Regions from separate parts of the Gossypium hirsutum genome. Here region 1 is linked to region 2. Evidence: chromatin contacts called from public Hi-C data. All regions are on one chromosome and are shown on one strand. The core of a region is the stretch at or near the end of the contact, and the rest is flanking DNA. Distances in the headings are between cores, read along the strand shown. Region 1 holds the start of LOC107952066. Region 2 has its middle 5.4 kb from the start of LOC107952074.

What was found. A called contact is a pair of places that touch in the nucleus more often than the background predicts.
Region 1: a contact with region 2 is called in a Hi-C map of leaf, with 2.3 times the contacts expected there. The contact joins the promoter of LOC107952066 here to the enhancer-like site in region 2. A contact is called at or near these places in 3 of 34 Hi-C or Micro-C datasets (callus and leaf).

The regions. Positions count from the first base shown.
Region 1 is chrA02:47,277,773-47,282,678 of Gossypium_hirsutum_v2.1, reverse strand. It overlaps LOC107952066, which reads right to left and starts at 2,603. Exons shown (of 2, transcript XM_016887308.2): 1 at 1,791-2,603; 2 at 28-932. The coding sequence starts at 2,454. The coding sequence ends at 415.
Region 2 is chrA02:47,000,675-47,005,641 of Gossypium_hirsutum_v2.1, reverse strand. No RefSeq gene overlaps it. Among protein-coding and RNA genes, the nearest start is that of LOC107952074, 5.4 kb to the right of the region's middle. Within about 2 kb of position 3,426, at least 2 of the 9 cell types and tissues checked have an H3K27ac peak or open chromatin away from gene starts, as enhancers often do. A contact at or near this core is called in leaf, where this site is marked.

The DNA.
Region 1 (4,906 bases), core at 1,354-3,853, 280 kb before region 2:
AGGAAAGCAAACAGATTTGATGTTACATTTCATGCCAAAAGGAAATATTATGTCATGCTATCATAAAGAAGAGTACAAAGGTTCAAATCTATACATGGATCATCAAACTTAATGTTAGAAAAAATCAAGAATCAACCTCTACTCCACTCTACATCTCTCTTTCTTTCTTTATAATGGTTCTTATGCATGTAACTAGTTTCAATGAGAACCCATATTCAAGCCATCAAGCGAAACTATCTCATCATCACCTTTACTAAAATGAACATAAAGAAGAAAGGGCAGAGGAGATATTGGAATAGCTTCTGTAGCAATACCTGTGTGCACCGGAGATAAATTGTCAATTGGCACAATGTGACAAACTTCTTGTTTGGTTCTCATATCTAAAAACAGAAAGTAGCCATCCATTTCCAATGGCTAATTTTTGTTTCCCTTCTGAACCTCTGGTGCAGGCAGAGAATGGTTGATGGAAATAAATCCATCACTGTCATCATCAGAGTCAGTATCAGAGGAAACAGAACTTTCCTCGGAGAAACAAAGCCCAGCCAAAGGAAAGCCATTGATAAGATCCCCAGACCTATGCTCAGACTCCGTTCGATGTTCAGGCTGTACTGAATCCATAACATCTTCCCTTGGTGTGGCAGAGCCTCTGTTAACCTCATTGATATCAGAAACAATTGTTGTCGTTGAGCAATGATTAACAGGACAACCATTAGGCCTGCAAATAGGCTCTTGACGTTTCCTCATCCTTAACTTCTCAGATAATGCATCGTTATTACCATTTTCACCCTCACCTACATCTGTAGTTGAAGTTTGTTTTCTTTTGAGAGTTGGAGTCACAGTTTCCACACTCGGATTTTCTACTGGTGCACAATCATCATCACTATCGATATCAACAATCTCAACAACGTTTTGAGATGGAGGTCTCCAACTCCCTGGCACGCAAGATTTCAGGAAGAATAAGTTAAACCGGAAGATATTAAAGGGGGAAAACACTTTACAAGTTCCACAACAGGTAAGTATTGCTCATAGATATACATTTAGCATAAGCACTTAGAATATGTATTTCGATTTTTCGACACCCGAATCAAACTCCAGCTAGTTGTATATACATTCTATGATCTATACATGCAGAACTAATTTTCTCATGAAGCATGGTGAATGAAGTACACATTGGTACGAAAAAAAAAAAGGCTAAATGTTTTGAATTTCCTGCAATAGAACATAACCTTTAGAGCAAATTGCTTATCCTGCTATACAAGTATCAGTATTTATTATTTGATACAGAGCATTATTGAGGGTTGGACCCTCAACAAGTCCGGTATTATATTCTTGGAGCGCCTATACTCCATTTTAACCCCAAAATTTTGTCCCAGTGGTACTCATCTTACCCATAAATGCCTATATGCGATAGGGAATGAATTCAAACCACACCATAAAACTCTCAAGTTTCTCCTGGCACTGTTTGCGACTCCTGGCACCAGCATGTGGCGTCTCCATGCCCCGTTCATGGACAGGGCAAAAGCTCGACGCTAAAACGGAGCATAGAACCCCGAGACAGAATACTAGACCTTTTGAGAATCCAACCCTAAAAAAAAAATAAAAAGGCGCTGGGACTTGTTGAGGATCCGACCCTAAAAAATATCACCATCAGTCCTTAACCTGAAATGATACTGAAACCTTCATATGCATAGCAATCTTGAATATCAACTCTAGCATGAATTTAACCAACCAAACAACAATATAAACACGAAAACAAAATAAAAAAAGGTTCAGGAATGTTGAATTTTTACCAGCATTTGGTGAATAAACGTTAGCTTCAATAGGTTTTAGCCTCCCATTTTCGGAAACCCCAATTTCTCCCCCAATCCTATTGTTGTTCTTGGAATCATCTTCATCTTGTAGAGTATTAAAACCAGTCTCTAAACATAAAACCCTCTTATCCAACTCCTCGAATCTCTTCCTCAGTATTTCCAACTCAGATTCAGCTTTGGCTTTCTCATTTTCAAGCTCGCAATTCTTGCTTCTCAAATTTATAATTTCGTGTTGTTTCTCATACATACCCTTCACTTCCTCCGACAATCTATTACACCTTTCCTCAGCAGACTTTCCTCTTTCCCTCAAAACCATATTTTCTTCCCGCAACTTCGAAACCTCACCCCTCATGTCCTCCAATTCTTTCTTGCATTTCCTCAGATCATCCGCAAAACCCATTTTTTCCAACCTCTCTTCTTCGAATTTGTAGGAAAATGAATCCTTTGCATGTTTCAGTGACTCGATTTCCAGCTTTGATTTCTGCTCTCTCGCCAAAAATTCCTTTTCTACCATGGCGAAATCGTTGGAACGAAAAGTGGATTTTACAAGAGAAATCATTTTGGGAATGCTCCAAGTGCTGATATTCCCAATTTCGTTGTCACCCAAATCTGTCGAAGTAATAATTTCATTCTTAATAGCCATTATTTGTGAAATTGAAAACAAAACAAAGAAAAAGGGATATAAAGCGTCGTGAAGAAGAAGCAGAAAAGGAAAAGACTCTCAGGAATTTGTCCTTATTTTGGTGCCCTACTGAGGCTAAATACTTGAGTAGGTTGTACTTAGCCCAAACTCGAAACCAAATATGGCGCACTACAAGTTTTTTGGGTAAAACTTACATAGAAGTCCCTTTATTACGCTAGCTGTTAAATCCTTATTTTGGTATAATACTCTAACTTTAGCCCTCCAATTTTTACACTTTTATTTGATTTGGTCTCTATTCTTTTATTTTAAATAAATTGGTCTTTATCTTTCGCACTATTTTGTTTTATATAATATATTAATAATTAATTAAAATTAAAAATCATAATTTCCAATAATTATTAAAAGAAAAACTCTTTAAATTAAGAAGAAAATGTGAAATAAGAGACGAAAATGATATGCACAAATTGGCTTGACCCATGGATATTGCCATAGTATAAATATTTTCACTACTAGACAAAAAAGAGGTGTTATATCTATTATCTAGTTTTAAATCGGTTACCTGAATATGAAAATGTGATGACGTTATCTACTTTAAAAAATAGGTGAATTAATTTTTATACATTAAATTAAAGAGTAAATTAATCCTTCATGTTAAAAATTTTAAGGTAAACTACACAAATAGTTACTGAACTATGCATATATTTTTGTTTTGATCATCTAACTTTAAAATTTTTCAATTTAAGCATTAACGTTTGAACTCATTATTGTTTTTATCACATGCTGTAAATTGATAATAAAAAAGATTTTTTAATTGGTATAATGATACATTTAGTACTCTATACTTACATATTCTATCAATTTATCCTAATTCTAAATAATTTAATAAATTTAACCCTTCACATTTACAAATTCTATCAATTTGATCCTCAAACTTCCTAACCAAAGTTTTTATATTTTAAAACAAAGTCATTCCACATCTATAAAATCACAAAACCCGAAAAGATTATATATATAATAAATAAATAAATAAATAAACCTTCTCTCCACTAAGTACTAACAAGTCGTTTTCCAAGTCAATTCTTGATACCAATAAGTTTATATTAAATTCTTTTCTTTTCTTTTTTTTTTACATTAGTTTTCTTCTAAAGATAATATTTTATAACCCTTTAACCAATAAAATTTTGGCTAAAGAAAATAGAAAAACCGTTAAAAAAGCCACTTTAGATTTACTATTATTGTTAACAGTATTATATTTCCTTTAAGATATATAGAAATAATCCTCGAAGTTGGTTTTTGAAATTGAAAATTAAATCTAGAGTTAAAAAATATAACTTTGAAAAATCTAATTGCTCAATCAATAATTGCATAAAAAAATTTATGAACATTTAATATTTCATAAGAAAAAAATGTGAAAGAATTAATTAAATTTCTTTTTATTATATTGATAATAATTTTTTTTAATGTTATAAACTGATTATGAGATTATTATGTGTTCTATTTATTTTTAATTTTTAAATCTAAAATAAGCAACATGTATCACTAATAGTAATATGATTTAGTGTCAAATCATATACCAAATTAATTTAAAACTAAAATTATGCTAGTCAAAGTCAAAACTTATTTTTCAAAAGTATTTAACTATTTATATAAATTTATTATATATTATATTTTTAATATTTGTATTTTCTATTATTTTTAATGGTGTTTAGTTAATTTCTAACACCAACTTCTTAAAAATATAAACAAAAAGGGATATGTATCGATTTAGATAATTTCAACCATAGATAAAACAATTAATAGATGTGGAATGCCTCTATTTTAAAAGCTAAAAATTTTAGTTAAGAAGTTTGAGGATCAAATTGATAAAATTTGTAAATATGAAGGGTTAAATTTATTGAAATATTTAGAATTAAGATCAAATTGATAAAAATATATAATATTGATGAGGACTAAATGTGTTATTATACCAGTTAAAAAAACTTTTCGTTATCAATTTAATGGCAAGTAACCAAAATAGGAACAGGTTCAAACATTAGTGCCTAAATTGATTTTTTTTTTAAAGTTGGGTGACCAGAACTGTAATACCCCCTACCCGTATCCATTGCCAAAATAGGGTACGAGGTATTACCGGAGTTTATGATTTTTTTTTTATATTCAATATAGCCCCTTTATAAATATCTAACCTTCTCTGCAATATTAAATCGAGACCAATCCACTTCAACCAAACCAATTCAACATATTTTCAAGATAAATTCATGCATATTTATAAGATAACGTCATCACATACCCAAAACCAGGTTTGTTAACCATACTAATGGCTAACTTTATATTCATTTCACGTTAACATTTACTTTATTAGCTTATACATGCCATTGATTTCCAAAATAAAGTTTCTTTATATACCAAAATCCTAAGGTTGATAGTGTAATGTATCTCCGACCAAATCCGACCT
Region 2 (4,967 bases), core at 2,177-4,676:
TGTTAGATTGATCGGAATTGAATCATGAATGCGAAATGAGAAGTATATGTGAAAATCTCATATGTGTATGTGTGTATTCGGTTATGGTGAAAGGTTATATGAGATTGATTTGGTGATACACATGTTAAATAATATGAATGCAAGAATGGGTAATAAATCTGCTTGGGACAGCAGCAGTAATGTGATTTCAGAAAATCACCATAAATTGTGGGAGTTGAGTTAGAAGCTGAACAAATTATGTTATGAAATCTTAATGAGTCTAGTTTCTTATAAAAGAAACCATGTGAGCAAAATAATTGCCAATAATGAGATATTTGAAGTGGCGTGGAATAGAGCAAAATGAATTCGAGGTCCCCTGTTCTGTTTTCAGAAAGTCATTATAAATGGTACAAAAATGGTTATAAGATAAAATTTATATTCTTAGACTCCTTAATGAGTCTAGTTTCAAATGAAATAAACAATAACATATTTCAAATTCTGTATAATGAGAAATTTGATTCGTAGTAAAGAGTGGTCAGAATAGTCAAACAGTGAAACAGGGGAAAATTCAATAAAAATCTGGTATTGATTGGTCAAACCAAAAATTCTGAAAATTTGATTGATGGAAGATATATGAGTCTATTTTCAGGAAAAATTAACGGCACTTGATTTGGAGTTTCTTAGCTCCAGTTATAAATAATTTAGTGACTGTTGCTCAGGAAGACAGCTTATAATGAATTTGTGATTTTGTTGCAAACATGGTTAAAACTTGTTAATGAGATGCTTTTTGAGTTTTCATGATCTTATTTGTGATTTCAATATTTGGTTTTAATTGAGTTCAGATTCAAGTGAGGTGAATTTGCTAAATATGCATTATGTTCATGGATACTTGGCCAAAATGGCAATTATCTAGGAATGATTTCTTGAAAATTTGAAATAATCGATCTATAAGTAAATTAATTGTTTGCATTGCTTAAAACTTACTAAGCATTGAAGCTTACTCCGTGTTCTCTTTTCCATTTTTTTATAGGTTTATACTTTAGCTCGAGTTGGAAGGGCCGGAGATATCATCACACTATCGAGTCATTATGTGAGTTGAGAAGATTGTATATCATCATGGTTTAAGGCATGTATAGGATAGACTATAGGTAGAATGATATTTTGACTTTGTATACATTATAGCCATGCGAAGATGGCTTGCTCATTTTGTTTAGAGAAGCCTTATAATTGAACTAATGTGGTGAAATGTTTTAGTTATAACTTGATAGTAGTTAAATTGTTATTAGATATTCAGTTATGTTTTGATAGTGAGTCATTTTGGAAATTTATAAGAGCTCTTATGGAAAATCAATGAGACATGTTTGCATTGTTGATAATTTATGTCTGGTAAGTATCTTTGACCTTATAGAAGTTTTGTTCAGTCAAGTAATACCTCATAACCTTATTCCGGCAACGAATACGGGTTAGGAGTGTTACACATAAAACATTGTAAAATTATAAAAATGAGAAATAAAAATTCAAAGAAGTCAAAGTATTATTCACTTTATTTAAAGAGATACTGCACTTGAAGGTGTTAGAGTGAAGAATATCCCTTTTATTTCATGTCATAATAAAGAATCTAATTGGGGCACAATTTCAGTGTTTTAAGGCAATCATACTGGCTCAATTAAACAAGTCGAATAACACCTTTATATTGGAGACTCGGTTATTGTTATGGGAACCAGAAAATAGCTAGCAACTATTGTTTTGAGCGCATATTATTTTGTAAATAAACTCCTTGTGATTAAGCTTTTGATAGGAAAATACTTAGCGAGAGATTGAATCTTAAATAATTGTACAGGAAAGAGACTACAAGATAATAAGAGAGTAGAGCTTAAATAATATCTTGTATTGTTGCATTATAGTGAAATATTTTTGGATAAGACTGTTTAGATATAAGAAAAGATTTTGAAATATGCAACCAATTTGTGTGCTCATTATTTTACTTTTCCCGTTTCAGTTACATTTTTAGTTACAATTGACAATTTATTGCTAAAAATTTATATTAAAATTAAATACCAAATGAAATTGAAAGCTTGGACTCTAGACCCCTATTGCTCCAACCATACTTAGTAAAAAACACACATGAGGAGGTTTATCAAGTGGTTTGATGAGAGAGTGTGGAGAGTAATACTTACAAGAGGGGCACCACGCATAGCTGTTGTAAATGGTGTTAGCACTCCTAGAGACAATCTGGACCACCGAGGTGGATAAAATTGGCAACAATACCTTAAAGGTTTTGAATGCCATTTTTAACGAAGTGGACCCCTAAAAACTTTAATAAGAGAATATCCAAGTGCTCACGGCTTGAGAGGCTTGGAACATTTTCGAGATAGCATAGGAAGAATTTTATTTTATGATATCGATAAAATTGTTTGAAACAATAATTTTTAATCCATTCAATGGCAAAAAAAAAAAAAAAAAAGGCATGTAATTGGTTGTATTATGTGCAAAACTATTATCTCCTACTACTATGATTGTTTCTATATTTGCCATTTATCCAAAAAGTAAAATAAAAATCAGGACCTCACATTTTTGCCCAGCAAAGATTGCTATAACTCTTCATCTTCCTTACATCTACCCTTTATAATATAACAAATATTTCATAGAAATATATATTTTACTAAACAGTATAAAAGGTTAAATGTGCAAATCTCACATATAATATTTTTTTCAAAAAAAAAAAAGAAGAGTAAGAAATAGATATTAAGCACTTTTCCTTCACATTCAAATGATTAATTTACTTTCTGAAAAGTCATTATGTTACACCCCTTCCAAAATTATTCAAAAAAAAATTTAATTTACGATTGATAAATTTTAACCCTCTTTTTTTCATTTCAATGTTAAGTTGATATCATTGAATCATATAATATCATATTCGATCATATAATAAACTCTCAATTTTTAGTTCTACTTTTTTATTTTAGTGCATTTATATTTGTAATTTTACAGCCCTATTTGTTACTAAATTCATGTCCTATTGCTCAACCTAAATGTTAAAATAAAGTTTTAATTAACATAAATTATTGAATTAAGCTTTAACAAAATAAATTTCTACAAACAGTGATAAATCACAATCAATCACTAAAATTTTATTCTTCACATGAAAAAATCCTTCTAATCATGTAATGAAAAAACAAAACAAAATATTTATCTTTTCAAAAAGAAACGATCGAATGACATCTCGCCACGTCAACGTGGTAACATGGCTTGGTGGGGTCTAAGTCATGACGTGGCGTTATTTTAACAAGGGTAGCTGTGACTTTTATGGAGGTTTACTGTTTAATTGGGTTTTCTCGAGATCAAAACCTAACTAACGCCAACAACCGGTGACGGAATTGGCTAGGCACTACTGCCGATACCGTGACAGAACCGCCGTTAGCCGGTCATTTCAGAGGCCTGCCTCTTTGACTTCCATACGTGTCCACATCTCTGCGGTTTTTCTTAACCTGATACTAGAATACAAATTTATTATTTACTTTTCTAAAAGGGTAAAACATAAGGCAAATGAAGACAAAAAAAAAATCTTTAATAAAAAATGAAGATTTTAATTTATTTCTTTTCCGGCGAAAACCGTTGATTGCGGTTGGGAATAAAGTGCTCTGACAGGGGACCACTTCTTTTTGACTGCATCTTGCAAAGTCATTTTCTTTCCTTTTTCACTCGAACAAAAAATGGTAAATCTTAAATATTTGATTTTACATTGTTTTACCGGATACTGTCGGTGGACTTTAGAAAAATATTTGTTCCAGTTACAGGCCAGTCTGGTTGTCGGGTTGTCTGGTTAAGCGAATCCTGGTTACACGCCAGTGTTTGGCGATACTGTTGCAGAGGCCAGGCGTTACCATAAATACACCGCCACGTTTTGGGGCTGCAAACGCCATTTTTTTATTCATACCAATTTGTATCATTCTTATATTTTTATAAATATGATATTAAATAAGTTTTAAACATAATACTAGTAATTATTTTTGTGGTATAAATTTTGATGTATTTAAAGTTGAGGATAATTTTTTTTGTTAAAATGGGTAAAAGTTTCGTTAAGGTTCTTATATTAGGGGTGGATTGTATTATGTTTATTTTACTAAAAAATAGGTAAATTAATTATTATACGTTAGATTAAACATTAAATTGGTCTTTTTGTGAAAATTTTCATCTATTTTAATTGCTAAAAACTAGTCATTAAACGTTAGTATAAGATACATGTGTCATACCACGTGTAATTATTTAGTTATTTTGTTGGCTACTTCGACTTTTAACAGTAAAAATAGATGAAAATTTTAATTTAAAAAATAAATTTACTCTTAATTTAACATATAAAGATTAATTCATTTATTTTTTGAGTAAAAAAATAAAATACACTCTAGAGACTTCTATCATACTTTTACCACTACGATGGAAATCTTGCCATTTACACTTTTGGTGGTTAGGTTGCAAACATTGCCCAAATTAAACATGGTCTGCAATTTTGGTTGTCCATTAATGCTGAACTTTTCTAGTTTATCATGGCTATTCTTTTTTGTGTGTTTAGTTATTATTATTTTTTCTTAAGATCTACTATAATATCTATTTTAAAATATTTTTACATATTTAAATTAATTATATTATTACAATAATATTTTTATCTTTTTTATCATTTAAAAAAGTAATAAAAAAGTTATAAATATTAATATTTGAAATCGTATTATTAGTGTCTATAAAATATTTTCTTTATTTAAACAGTATTGTACAATTTAATGTTTTTAGACAAATTGTTTTACCTATATAATTTATTTATATTGATAATATTATTGATTAAGTTGTAATTATAAATCAAATCGGTACCAACTAAAAAAAAATGACAATATCATGATCATTAGCGAATATAAGGGGAAGGTGAGAGCCATTGTCCCCCTAACTTTTTAGAAATTTACATAGTATCATTACATTAAATCTCTTAAAAATTTAAA